3 separate regions of the Sus scrofa genome follow, and all the other regions are linked to region 1. Evidence: chromatin contacts called from public HiChIP or PLAC-seq and promoter capture Hi-C data. All regions are on one chromosome and are shown on one strand. Each heading gives the region's core, a stretch centred on a gene start, on an enhancer-like site or on the middle of the called end of the contact. The rest is flanking DNA. Distances are from core to core; before and after follow the strand shown. Region 1 holds the start of TRNAU1AP (tRNA selenocysteine 1-associated protein 1). Region 2 holds the start of SESN2 (sestrin-2). Region 3 holds the start of PHACTR4 (phosphatase and actin regulator 4).

What was found. Promoter capture Hi-C pulls out the DNA fragments that hold promoters and counts their contacts. HiChIP or PLAC-seq counts read pairs in DNA pulled down with a chosen protein or histone mark.
Region 2: a contact with region 1 is called in a promoter capture Hi-C map of fetal liver, with 2.4 times the contacts expected there. The contact joins the promoter of SESN2 here to the promoter of TRNAU1AP in region 1. A contact is called at or near these places in 2 of 5 promoter capture datasets (fetal liver and liver), 1 of 47 Hi-C or Micro-C datasets (embryonic fibroblasts) and 2 of 2 datasets of contacts at active chromatin or transcription factors (alveolar macrophages and skeletal muscle).
Region 3: a contact with region 1 is called in an H3K27ac HiChIP or PLAC-seq map of alveolar macrophages. The contact joins the promoter of PHACTR4 here to the promoter of TRNAU1AP in region 1. A contact is called at or near these places in 3 of 47 Hi-C or Micro-C datasets (embryonic fibroblasts, heart right ventricle and skeletal muscle) and 2 of 2 datasets of contacts at active chromatin or transcription factors (alveolar macrophages and skeletal muscle).

What each region holds. Positions count from the first base shown.
Region 1 is chr6:85,564,779-85,569,329 of Sscrofa11.1, reverse strand. TRNAU1AP (tRNA selenocysteine 1-associated protein 1) reads right to left here and starts at 1,900. Exons shown (of 8, transcript XM_005665150.3): 1 at 1,771-1,900; 2 at 1,048-1,145. The coding sequence starts at 1,797. RCC1 (regulator of chromosome condensation) reads right to left here. Exons shown (of 11, transcript XM_005665141.3): 11 at 3,469-4,551.
Region 2 is chr6:85,320,000-85,324,550 of Sscrofa11.1, reverse strand. It overlaps SESN2 (sestrin-2), which reads right to left and starts at 2,569. Exons shown (of 12, transcript XM_021095666.1): 1 at 2,554-2,569; 2 at 17-96.
Region 3 is chr6:85,409,617-85,414,167 of Sscrofa11.1, reverse strand. PHACTR4 (phosphatase and actin regulator 4) reads right to left here and starts at 2,175. Exons shown (of 16, transcript XM_021095668.1): 1 at 1,935-2,175.

The DNA.
Region 1 (4,551 bases), core at 651-3,150:
AAGAGAAAGAAGAAACTGGAGGCAATAAATAAGAGCACTATTATATGGAAATCTATTCTGCATTTTGTCTTGTTTACATATTTACAGTCTCATTCCCCTGTTAGAATGTAGAATGTAGGAGAGAAATGACTGCATCTGGCTTGTTTCAGTCATATATTTTGGGAATCTAGAACCCTGGCATGTAGCAGTGTCTTACACAAGAGTTATGGGCACACATGAGCTTTGAAAACAGACCTGAATTAGAGTCTTGGCTTCTCATTTAACAGCTGCGTAACTTTAAGACAGTTACTATGCTTCTCTAATAATAGTACCTAGCTCAGGGGTTTTTGTGATTTTGAAATGCTTATTACCCAGCAGATCATGATCTGTTTATATTTACCAAGCATATACCATATGCCAAACACTGTTCTAAATGCTGAATGGGAATTAATGGCACTTAGTCCTCATCAGAACTCTATGAGGTAGGTGCTATTATTATCTCCATTTTTATGGTGAAGGACAGGGAGAGGCTGAGTAACTTGCTCAAGGTCACACAGCACACAGAGCGTTCAAACCCACTCTGGCTCCAGAGTCAGCAACACATTATACTTCCTCTCAATAAGCCCTGAAATGTTAGAATTTATATCATTGTAATAATTATTATTATTTTTTTTTTTTTTGTCTTTTGTTGTTGTTGTTGTTGCTATTTCTTGGGCTGCTCCCGCGGCATATGGAGGTTCCCAGGCTAGGGGTTTAATCGGAGCTGTAGCCACCGGCCTACGCCAGAGCCACAGCAACGCGGGATCCGAGCCTCGTCTGCGACCTACACCACAGCTCACGGCAACGCCGGATCGTTAACCCACTGAGCAAGGGCAGGGACCGAACCCGCAACCTCATGGTTCCTAGTCGGATTCGTTAACCACTGCGCCACGATGGGAACTCCTGTAATAATTATTATTAGGGGTGAGAAGCCTCTGACTCTCCGAAGGATGTTTACCTTCTGAATGACACCTGCAGTTGATCTACTAAGGGAGAACTGAGAAGACAAGAGGGGAGGAGAGAACATACCCAGTGAGGCGATTTCGGATAATTTTGACGCTCATCACAGTCTCTCCCATGGTGGCAAAGGCTCTGGAGATGAAGTTCTCATCCATGTAGGGCTCCAGCTGCGCAAATATAAGAGCAGAGCAGTTCAGGTCAGTACCCAGGCTCCTCATTCCCGGATCCGGAGCCCCTCCCTGCTCAGTCCAGGGTTGGGTGCACGCTGCGGGCAGGAGTAGGGTGAGGGTGAAGAGGTTTCCATCCACTCCGGCGTTCCCAGCCTCTTGCCTTCCTTCCCTTCAAGGCTGCTCCTTTTAGGAAGCCTCCCCCTTGGATTTAGGAACCCCATTCCTGCAGTCCTCGAACCAAGGCGCACTTCAATCCTTGGGATTCTTCCCATTCTATCCACGCAAAGACCCTCCCTTTTTCCCTCCCCAGAATCCAGGCTGGGCTGGGCCCCACGACCCCTCCCCCTCCGAATCAGCCCCCGCACCTAGATGCTAGGGCCTGCTTCGGCATCACTAAAACAACTCTCCTCATTCTCTTCCACCCTTTTGGGATCCGAGGACCCCTCCCCCTCAGACCCGGCCCCTTCACCTACACGCTGGGACTTGCTTTGGCACCACTGAGAACTCCCCTCCCCATTCACTGCCACCCTCTTGAGAGCCGAGGACCCCTTCTCTTCAGACCCTTTTGCCCTCGTGACACTATATTTCTCCTCCGCTGAACCGGGCGGCCGCCCCAACTCACGTCGCCCATCCACAGGCTGGCCGCCATGCCCGAGGCCCCGCCAGGCCTACGCGAGCCTCAGAGGCTGGCGCGTACGCCGCTCCGCGGGGTTGCGGCCTCCACGGCGCATGCGCCCCCATCGCCTTCTGCGCACGCTCGGCAATTCGGCGCCCAAGGCAACGCAGACTGGCGGGTCCGGGTTTTTCCGGATCCCTGTGGGCGTGTCTCGAACCGGAGCCTGCGGGATGGGGCGGGGCAGACACCGCCTTGCGCGGGACCGTGGGGGGCGTGAATGACTGGCTTTCTCCGGACTCTTTCCGGCTTTAAACACACGCGTACGTATAGAATTATAAAAGTAGTGTATGTTCATGGCAAAAACTTAAAATAGAAGCATATTTCCTAAAGTGAAAGATCCCTTTTGGAAGCCTGGACGATCCAGTTCCACTAACTATGTATGACCTCTGGCAAATCACTGGTCTGCCTCCGCCACCCCTTCAACCTGCTTTTCTCAGGTTACGAAACGGAAAGGACAGGATTTCTGTTGACGCTGGACTGGCATCCTTCCATCATTCCCATGCATAGAACTAGGCTGTGGGAGGGGAGAGGAGGGGAGGGCTAACCAACCAACAAACAAATCAATCCCCATCTTGTCACTCTCTTGCGTCTCACGTTCCCTACAATAATCCAAACCACCAGAAGTTCTAACCTCTCCCAGGAAGAGACTTGCCATAGAAGGCCTTCAGCAGACTCGATTTCGATGGCTAGATAATCCTGACAGTTTGACTCTTCGTCTGGGAAGGTCCCAGACCTCAGCCTCAGTTTGATGCCCTTTCCTCAGAATGTGAAGATTCTGTAGATGATGATTGTCATCTCCAACACTGAAGCTCATCGCTTGATGGAGAATCCATTTCCCAGGCTCCTTCTGGGTTGATGGCCACTTATGTCCTTCCTTGCCAGTTCATATATTCCAAACTTATGTTGTTGGGGCCCAAAGTCAAGCACTCTGAAGTCTTGAGATTCAACCAAGTTGCCACATTTCCAGCTTTATCCTATTCATGGCCGTAGTAGTGTAGCGGTTGGGTGCTTCAACTACACATTTGAACAAATGGAGCCCAAATCCCAGCCCCTTCCAATTGTGTTGTTGTTATTAGCGATGTGGGTAACAGCAATGCTTACCTCATACCATGTTTGTCGTATGGAGAAATTGAGAAGTTGAGAAAGCACTTGGCCTAATGCCTGGCATCCAGTAAGCTCTCCAACACAGCAGCTGGAGGACTTGGAATTATGACTGATAACTCTTGAGTACTAAAATTTGCCAGCCCTTGTGGGGTGCTCTTTGATTACTATTTTTAAAATTTATTTTACTTGTGCAAGACTTGTAAGTGTTTATTTTTAATTTAAAATGTAAGCTTCATCAGACAGGATTCCTTGTTGTTTCTAATCAAATTCCCACAACAATGTCTGGCATATGGGAGGCACTGAAAACATTTTTGAATTTGTCATAAATACTAAACAGTTCTCTCCTATCCCATCTATCCCTGCCCCTGAAGGCAACCACTTCCAAATCTTTTCCCTAAAATCCAAGTATTTCTAAATAACATACTTTCTCTTCATTTGTGGTTTCAGATCTTTTTAAGGACTGCACCTCATACATACACTTCACCATCTTGTAATTATAATTTTTCAAAATATCAAACACTTACATTATTATGACTTTGTAAACATTATTTATAGCTGAACCATATGGGGTGATTACATTTGTTTTCAGGTAACCAATTCAGGTTGGAGGAGAATGGGGGAAAAGATAAAATTGAGCGTATTTGATGTGTTTGAACACAAAAAAAGGAGATTTACTTCTCATAGACACTGACATTAAATTAATGATACTTATACCAAAAAACTAAGCATGTGAAAAACAAGGCGATTATTAACCACAGGGAATTTTAAAATGTGCAATGGTCATAATAGCAAAGACTTCTGGAACATTTACTCTGTGCCCAACACTGTTCTAACATATGTAAACACCTACAGAGAGCTTTATAACTCTTACATCCAATACAGGGAAAAGGAACTGAGGTTTTGGGCTCAGGTGGAGGCTGATTTAATCACCAGCCTAGGGAGTTCCCCTGTGGCTCAGCAGGTTCAGGACCCAGCACTGTCACTACTGTGGCTCAGGTTGCTGAGGTGCATGAGATGCGTGTTCAATCCCTGGCCCAGGAACTTCCACATCCCATGGGTACAGCCAAAAAAAAAAAAAAAAAAAAAAAAAAAAAAAAATCCAGCCTAGTCTGTGCACTTGCTAGCTTCTTAGCCTCAAGCTCGTCAGTTCTCAGGAACTTTTTTCTGAGGAAGAGCAATTCCTATTTCACAGGGCTGATGTGAGGATTGAATGAGCTATTATTTTATGCAAAATGCTCAACACTGCCTGTTTTAGGTCTCAATCCACAAGAGCTGTTACCAAGGACAGGGTACTTTCAATCTGCTATATTGTCAAAAGGGAAAACTTCAGTAAACTTAATCCAAATGCACTTTTTTTGAGGGGAGAGTGGGGCGAGGGAAGAGTGGACACACAAGTACTTCTTACAAAGAAAATACTAAAATCAAAAGTGTGAGTTTTCCCTTCTAAGAAGTCAATTTCTAATCAGTATAGTACCTGCATCAAAATGAAAAGTTCAAGAAAAAAAAATCACAGAATACATTTTAAGTCATTTTACAGCATAATTCATTTTTCCAAGAGTCACTGACATCCAAGAATCTTCCTGGCACTAATAAAACTTTCCTGCTGTACATTTACAGACCCAC
Region 2 (4,551 bases), core at 1,320-3,819, 250 kb after region 1:
CTGGGCCAGTACATACCTCTTTCTAAAACAGCCTCCATGAAAAGCCAAATTATCATCTGAAGGTGGCTAGGCAGTTGGAATCTGAGCAAAAGGAACCTGTGAGAAGATGAATCACTTCAACCAGCTCCCCACAAAGCAAACCTGCTGGCTGGGGCTCCAGCTTCTTTCCTCTTTCTTTCATTCAGTAAACATTTATTGACCATCTGGTGTGTTCCAGGCACTGTCCTGGGCTCTGGAAATCCAGCGGTGAAGCTTCCAGCCCAGGAGAACATGGCTAGGGGACATGGCCTGGGCTTGTTCCTCCCCTCCCCCACACCTTGTATTTTTGGCTCAGGCAAGATCCACCTCCTGTTGCCATACTCTCCACTGTTGCATCAGCTATGCTGAGGCCACTGATTGGCCAAAGCTTTTTTTAATTCCTCAATCACATTCCAGTCCTGAAGTTACCACTAGATTGGATTTGAGATGTTGAGGTTTCTTCAGCTTCAGACCCTCTCACAGATTTTAACCCTCATGGGATTATCATGTGTTCTGTATTCAGTCTTCCTGAATTAATTTTCTAATCCCAAATTCTGGGGTCACTCTGCTATAATAGAATGATCTTATACCCTGACCAGACCTGGGGCTACGATTTCTCAGCCCAGATGTAATTTTCTGAGCTCTTATTGTTTTGCCACACCCTCCTCTCCCATCTCAGAATATAATTTCTGCCTTGGGGGAATTTCAGGAAAGAAACCCAACTCCAGCTGATTTATTTGATAAAAGCAAGGCACAGAATCAACCTCTGTGGCTCATTCACACATCATTCATTTAATTACTCATTAAGCAGACATTTGGCTAGGTGCTGAGGAGGTCCTTCTGGCTGACGAGTCCTGAGCTGTCAAATTATACAACCAACATTGAAATTGTCCCCACGGGTTGTGTATTAGGAGGCAGAACAACCACAGACTCTTGAAAACAGAGCCAACTATCTCCTAAAAGCACTGCCCAGGAGTCAGGCAACCAGTTTTTAGCAATGTGACCCCAAAATAATTTTTTCGGCTCTTAGAATCTGTTTCCTTACCTGGAAAACGAATTGAAATTAATGCTAACCCTCCAGGACCACTGTGGAGAGAACGGATGTTGGGCAATACTCATAATTCAGGTTCGTCGATTGTATCCTGAGGACAGAAATCTTCAGGTTTCAAAAAAAAAGCTCAACGCTCTTAATAAACAATATACCAAAACCCATGAGCTGGGTGCTTTCGGATAATTGGCTAAGAATTCCAGTTAGGTTTTGTCAGCTATGAACCCTCAGCGCCCCCTGCAGGCACGACTCTGCTATAGCTCAGAACAGACGGGGAGGGGAAAAGGTGGTTCACAGGATTGTCCGTTCTTGAAAAGAGGCCAGGCAACAGCTAAGTAAAGATTGTGTGGTTGTTGAGGAGTTTCCCTGATGCCAGCAGGAACCAGATTCCCAAAGGACACTCCCCCGCCCCCCCAGCCAGAATGCACTTCCCGTTGTTTCGGCTTACTCTCTCACCGTACAGACGGAAGCCTGGGGTCCAGAGAGAAGGCATTTGCTCAAGGTCCCTCAGGAAGCTGGTCACAGGGCAATACCTGGAACCTTGGGGTCCAGGTCCCCAGTCGAGGGCCACTTGCACCACAACACACGGCCCCAGGAGCCTCACATTTCCAGGAAGAATTCTTTGCTGAATTGGCTCCGATGTCCTGATTTCCCTCTTCCTCCTTCTCCTCCACGCCTAGAGGCTCCATATATTCCATTCTCAATCACCCTGAGGCCTGTCACTGAAGCAATGCCCCAGGGCCTTGCCACCATCCTGATCCACTTCTTCCTGTCCTCAAAAGTCTTTTGTATACCCCCCACTCCTCGAAAAAATTGTGCTTGGAAGCAGAATTAATGTTGAAGGGTCCAGTTCTAACCCTTAGCTGTGCGAATCCAGGCAAGTCACTTCGCCTCTCTGAACCTGGTTCCTGCTGAGTAAAATGGGGCGATAACGTTTACCTTCACAGGGGCTATTGTAAGGATGAGAGCTAAGGCATACAAATTCCTTAACAAGGCTTGAATAAAGATTAAGAGACCAACAAACTGTAAGTATCATTTAAATTGTTACTATTGTTCTTATTTTAAAGTACAGTGACTGGCAGATAGTTTTGTGTTCAAGAAAGGTGATTATAACCATTGAAATTAAAAGTTTGGCGCTAGAAACCCGGCCTTAAGCCGGGACTAAATAAACGATGGTTAATGATATAGCTTTTTTTTTTTTTTTTGTCTTTTTGTCTTTTTAGGGCCGCATCGGTGGCTTGCGGAGGTTCCCAGGCTAGGGGTCGAATCAGAGCTGTAGCTACTGGCCTACACCACAGCTCAGGGCAACGCCGGATCCTTAACCCACTGAGCGAGGCCGGGGAGAGAACCTGCGTGCTCATGGATGCTAGTCAGATTCGTTTATGCTGAGCCAGGAAGGGAACCCAAGTGATGTTGCTTTTTTGACCCAAGGGTGCCCAGGACGTTTGCAGTCCAAAAATCTCCTGAACAAAAGCTGCTGCGCTTACTTGTTTTCGGTCAGCAACAGGCTCCTCTTACGAAAACCGCGGGCGTCCAATGAACAGGAAGATGGGCGGGGTTGCCTGGCAGCCAATAGCAGTCCGCAGCGGCATGCGGGCTAGGCCCAGGCAGGTTTCCAGGCTGGTTAGGGAAACTAAACCGCAAGACAGTTTGCTCGGCGGGGAGTGTCTCCAAATTCTCCTCGCTCTGCTTATCAACCGGGCTCTGATTGGTGCAGACTGTGTCGGCCCGCCCCTCCCGCCGCCGGCCCCCTCCCCTGGGAGGTGGCAGGGACTATCCCCTTCGCTTTCGTTTCTTTTTTTTTTTCTCTTTCATTTTCTTTTAATGAACTTTTGGTTTTAGTGCATGTTTTTCCTTTTCAAATTATAAATGACATATGTTATATCAGAATATTTTGAAAATACAGGAAAGTGTAAAGGTACAAAAGACGTAACTCGAAATATTTCCCCCCCTTTATGTTTTCTAATGTTTTTCAGGCTTTCTACTCTAAACTGGTATTACTCCTGTTCATTATTCTATTGTAAAAGTGTAAAACTGGAAGGGATCAAAGTGCTCACCAAAGAGGACTGGTTCAAATAATAAACCAGATTCCCAAAAGACCCTCCAGCAGGAATGCACTTCCCGTTGTTCTTGTCTCCACAGTGGAATATCATGCAGTAAAGAAGCAGGAGGTAGCTCTACGTGCTCTATTGTAGATGCTCTAGGTGAAATGAAAATGTATGCTGCATTTAATGTTAGGTTAAAACAAACAAAAAAACAAGTTGCCCAGTGATGCACTTAGAATTATGTCATATGAAGTTCCCGTTGTGGCGCAGTGGTTAACGAATCCGACTAGGAACCATGAGGTTGCGGGTTGGATCTCTGGCCTTGCTCAGTGGATTAAGGATCCGGCCTTGCTGTGAGCTGTGGTGTAGGTCGCAGATGTGGCTCGGATCCTGTGTTGCTGTGGCGTAGGCCGGTGGCTACAGCTCTGATTAGATCCCTAGCCTGGGAACCTCCATATGCAGGGGGAGCAACACTAGAAACGGCAAACAGACAAAAAAAAAAAAATAGAATTATGTCATAGATACCATCCATAAATATACAGAGGCAACAAAAGTCTGGAAAGATGTGTAGTTTGCAACAAACTATTAGGATCCAGTTACATCTGGAATAAAAGGATGATAGAGAATTATAAGGTTTTATGCACTATATTTATTTAATGATTGTTTAAAAACCAAGATGGGACTTCCCACTGTGGTGCAGTAGGTTAAGAATCCTGTGTTTCTGCAGCTGTGCCTGCCAGAAGTCACAGTTTGGGTTGGGATTTGATCCCTAGCTGCAGGGCTTCCATATACCACTGGTTCAGTTGAAAAAGCAAATAAATAAATGAATGCCAAAATGTATTATGTTGGTAACTTAATAAATAAAAAAGGATCCTTTTAGAGAATGGGAGCAATCCTTTCAAAATTCTAATCCTACTACCAAGAGAGGATCAGTGTTAACATATTGGGGTTTTTTTTTGGGGGGGTTATATTTATTTACTATATATTATATATTCTTTTAAAAATCTTTTTTGGGGAGATATGCTGCAGGAGTGGCCCTAAAAAAAAAAGACAAAATATAAAATTTATATATATGTTCTTTAACCTATGCATATATATAGTATATAAATTATGTATGGTTATATTGCCTGCTTTTTCCACTTACTACATTTCATGATAATTTTCAAGATATTAAGTATTCCTTAACATAATTAAAAAAAATAATAACCTGAGATTTTACAGATAGGTCATGTTGTTTTTAGTAATTTTTTTAACTGAGGTAAAATTGGTTTATAAAATTATATTACATGTCAAATGAAACTAAATTTCTAGAAGCAAATTCACAAGTCAAAGACTGTAAACAAATACATTTTGCTTGATGCTAATGATAAAAACTTTTAAAAGTTTATATCTGTGAATATTATTGAACCTGTTTTCAGTTGAGCTGCCATAACAAAATAT
Region 3 (4,551 bases), core at 926-3,425, 160 kb after region 1:
CCATGAGGTTGTGGGTTCCATCCCTGGCCTCGCTCAGTCGGTTAAGGATCCGGTGTTGCCGTGAGCTGTGGTGTAGGTCAAAGATGCACCTCGGATCTGGCCTTGCTGTGGCTCTGGCGGAGGCCAGCAGCAACAGCTCCGATTAGACCCCTAGCCTGGGAACCTCCATATGCCGTGGGTGTGGTCCTAAAAGGACAAAAGACAAAAAAATAAAAAAATAACTGTAGCAGGTGTGAGGCAATAGAAAGAGCACTGGATTTGGAATATGATTTACTCTACTATTTCCTGTCTAGGTTAACTGTGTGATCTCCAGCAAGTCACCTAACATTTCGGACTGTAAATTTAACACTTATTAGCTGTAAAATGAGAGAACATCTCACAGACATGTAGTGACAATCGGTTACACAATGTATATGAACTGCTTTCAAAAAATAATACTGATAGCAATGTCATGTTTGAACAAATAAGTAACAACTTCTAGAGTAATTTTGTGGTGTGGATGCTTCTTCAAAGCACAACCAGGAAAACACAATCCCCGCTCAATGACAGATTAAAAAATTGAAGAACAACTGCATTACAGACCTCCATTCCTACACAGTATTACTAACACAATCTGGGATTCTCAGAGTAAATCACTTCCATTATGAGATATCAAAGTAATAAGGTACAAAGGTTTTTATTTGCCTACTTGACTAGGGTGGGAATTTAACCTATATGAGTTCTATAACCTTTTATGATTCATATAAAGATGTTTTGGTTGTCCTCATTTCAGAGACTTGAAAGACTAATTTATTTCTCAAAAAAAGAATCTGCAATGGTTTTTAAAAAGCTTTACTTCAAAGTGAACCTAGTAACGCAGTCTTCCAAGGGAAGATACATAAAGTTACCATCAACAAAATGTGATCAAACCCACATAATTCACCAGTTGCAGTAAACTACCTCTCCTCCCTCAAACTGGCTTCATATATTACATCTGAGGCTTTCTAGAAGCCACTAGGTCTCTGGTTTCTGTATAAAGCGGCTCCTTCTAATAACGGACGTTTGCTTTTAACTTTTCGTTTTAAGCTGAAAAAATAAGAAATAGATTTGGAGAGTAGGAGACAGGGAGCGAGAAACTGGGCGGCTGGATGAAGTGCTATCGTCTTTTTCTGCAAGCAGTGGATGAAGAGGCTGCTAGCTGCCCTATAAATCACTTTCTTTCCTCCGAGATTCTAGAGGTGTGTGAACTACTATTCTGCCCGTCCGCGTTAGTTCTTGGACTCCTCATCACAGCTGCGACCCATATAGACATCGCAGCAAATTCGATCCCTTCCCGGTTTCTAGGGGAGAGGGACTCACTCATTTCCCAGAGGCCCATCCCCCCACCAAAAAATGCCTGGAAGAGATCAGTGCCCTGAAGCCACCCGGGGTTGACATACATGAGCTGGACAATAACTTCGAGGTTTTCAACAGAAACTCTGTCTGCCTCTACTTGGCTCCGAAACCTCGGATCTGCCTAGCTGGGATGCAGAGGTATGAGGGAGGAAGGGTTTAAAAAATGGACTTTGACCCGATCTGGTTACCATAACCGGATCCCCAGAGACTAGTCCCTCTCCGCGACTGGCCGGGAGTGCTCCCTCGAGAAGGCGAGTCCACCGCCGGGCACAAAGGGGCGCAAAGCAGCCCAGACAAAAGAGCCCCGCCAAGTCCCGGGGGGCGGAGAGGGTTAGTCTGCGCGGGGCGCGCCGCAGGCGGAGAAGCTGCCGCTGACCGTTGTGGGAGGGCGGAGGAAGAGGCGGCGGCCACCGCCCGCTCCGCCCTGGCCAGAAGCGACCACGGCCCGGCCGGTACCCTGGCCCGCACCGCGACCCCCAAGCGGAGCCAAGAGCGCTGCCCGAGCCCACGAGACGCCCGCCGCGCGACCCCGCGCACTTTCCCCTGCTTGCCGAACTCACCCGGGGCGCCGCCGCCGCCGCCGCCGCCGCCTCAGCCTCCAAAGTAGTTTCCCCCGGAAATCCTACCTGGCCCGCCGGCCTCCAGGGTGCTGCCAGAGCCTTCGGCCCCCGGGAGGGGGGAAAGGGAGCAGGCAGGACAGTGAGGGATAGGAAGTGCCGCCGCGGGGCCTCACGGGACTTGTAGTCTCCTGGAAAGAGCCCGCTGTGTCGCCAGCCGGTCAAAATGGCGGGAACCCCTCGCCCTTAGCTCCAGGCGATCGGCTCCACACGGCCTCTCCGGGCATGCGCCGCTCACTGCCGATTTCCTGCGGGTAAAAGAACTCGGGCACCTTTCCTGGTATTAAACAGAGCAAAGGTCTTTGGACTCGGGAGGACAAAGTTCAGTGCTGGGCTCTAGGGAGCGCCTAAGTACGCAGCTGATGCAGATATGCTGTTTTAGAAAGCTGTGTCCAGTCCCCGTGTGGCTAAATTTCAATTTCAATCTCCCCCCGAAAGAAAAAACTATTGAGAGCCAATTTGAAGTGCAGTAAAATTGGAAGCAAGTTACCCGCAACTTTGTGCATAAGGAAGGAACCTGGGAATCATTTTTATCATCTTCAGCCCATGAGGTCCAGTCACTCCACACCCCGGAGTTCCTTACCAGTTTTTCCACTACCATCACCTGCAGGAAGACACCATTACCTCTCCAAGTTTCTCTAGTTTCAGACCTCCAGGCAATCACCCTCCAAACACCTTCCTTGCTGCTGTCAGAGGATCTTTCTAAATGCCAAACCCATTGTGTCACAGTCCAAATTAGACCTAAATGTAAAACCTAAAGCTACAAAACTTCTAGAGGAAAACACAGGAGAAAATCCATGTGACTTTCAAATACACAATCCATAAAAGAAAAATCGATAAACTGCACAACAGCAAAATGATCACTTTTGCTCTTTAAAATACTGTTATGAAATAAGGCAAACCACAGACCTAGTTGAAATAGCAACAAAACCTATATCCAACAAAGGACTAGTATTTAAAATACACAAAGAACTCTTTCAACTGAAGACAATCTAGTTTAAAAAAAAAAGATTTGAACAGAGACACTTTACCAAAGATAATAATAAATGGATGGCAAATAAACACATAAAAGATGTTAGGGAAATGCAAATTAAACCACAGTGAGATAACATTACATACCCACTAGAATGGGTAACATCAAAAGACTGGCAATATGAAGTGTTAGCAAGAATGTAGAGCAGTGGGAATTGTCATTCTACTGGTAAGACTGTAAGATGATACAACCACTCTGGGAAACTGTTTGGCAGTTTCTCTAAAAATTACATACACATCAGAGTTCCCATTGTGGCTTGTGGTTAATGAATCCTACCAGGAACCATGAGGTTGCGGGTTCGGTCCCTGGCCTTGCTCAGTGGGTCAAGAATACAGCGTTGCCGTGAGCTGTGGTGTAGGTCAAAGAGGCGGCTCAGATCCTGTGTTGCTGTGGCTCTGGTGTAGGCTGGCGGCTACAGCTCTGATTAGACCCCTAGCCTGGGAACCTCCGTATGCCGTGGGTGTGGCCCTAAAAAGACCAAAATAAAATAAAATAAAATAATATACCCATCTACCATATGGCCCAATCATTATACTATAGGTATTTACTCAAGACAAATGAAAGCATACGTCTGCACAAAGACTTGAACATGAATGGTCACAGCAGCTCTATTTGTAATAGTCAATCCTGCTGCATAGTACTGGGAACTATATCTTGTCACTTATGATGGAGCATGATAATGTGAAAGAAAAGAATGTATATATGTATGTGTGACTGGGTCACTTTGCTGTATGTACAGTAGAAAATTGACAGAACACTGTAAACCAGCTATAATGGAAAAAAAAAAGTAATAGTCAAAAGAATGGAAACAACTCCAATGTTCTTCAAAAAGTAAATGGATATTTATTTGGAGTTCCCGTCGTGACTCAGTGGTTAACGAATCCGACTAGGAACCATGAAGTTGCAGTTTCGATCCCTGGCCTCACTTAGCTGGTTAAGGATCCAGCAGTTGCCATGAGCTGTGGTGTAGGTTGCAGACTCGGCTCTTATCTGGAGTTGCTATGGCTCTGGCGTAGGCCATCGGCTACAACTCCCATTAGACCCCTGGCCTGGGAACCTCCATATGCTGCAGGTGCGGCCCTGAAAAGACAAAAAATAAAACAATTTTTAAAAATAAAAATAAAATTCTAGGAATTGCTATGACAAAAACAGTTCAAGTGGTTGCCTGGGGACCAGGAAAGCATGGTAGGAAGGGATTATAAAGGGGATGAGGAAATTTTTGGAGGTGACAACTGTGTTAATCATTTTGATGTGGTTATGGTTTCAAGGCCAGATGATGAGTTTCAGATAAATTGAAACTCATCAAAACTGCAGACTTTAAATATATACTGTTTTGGAGCTCCCGTCTTGGCTTGGCGCAGTGGCAACAAATCTGACTAGGAACCATGAGGTTGCAAGTTTGATCCCCGGCCTCCATCAGTGGGTTAAGGATCTGGTGTTGCCATGAGCTGTGGTTTAGGTCGCAGACGCAGCTGGGATCTGGCGTTGCTGTGGCTGTGGCATAGGACAGCAGCTGTAGCTCCAATT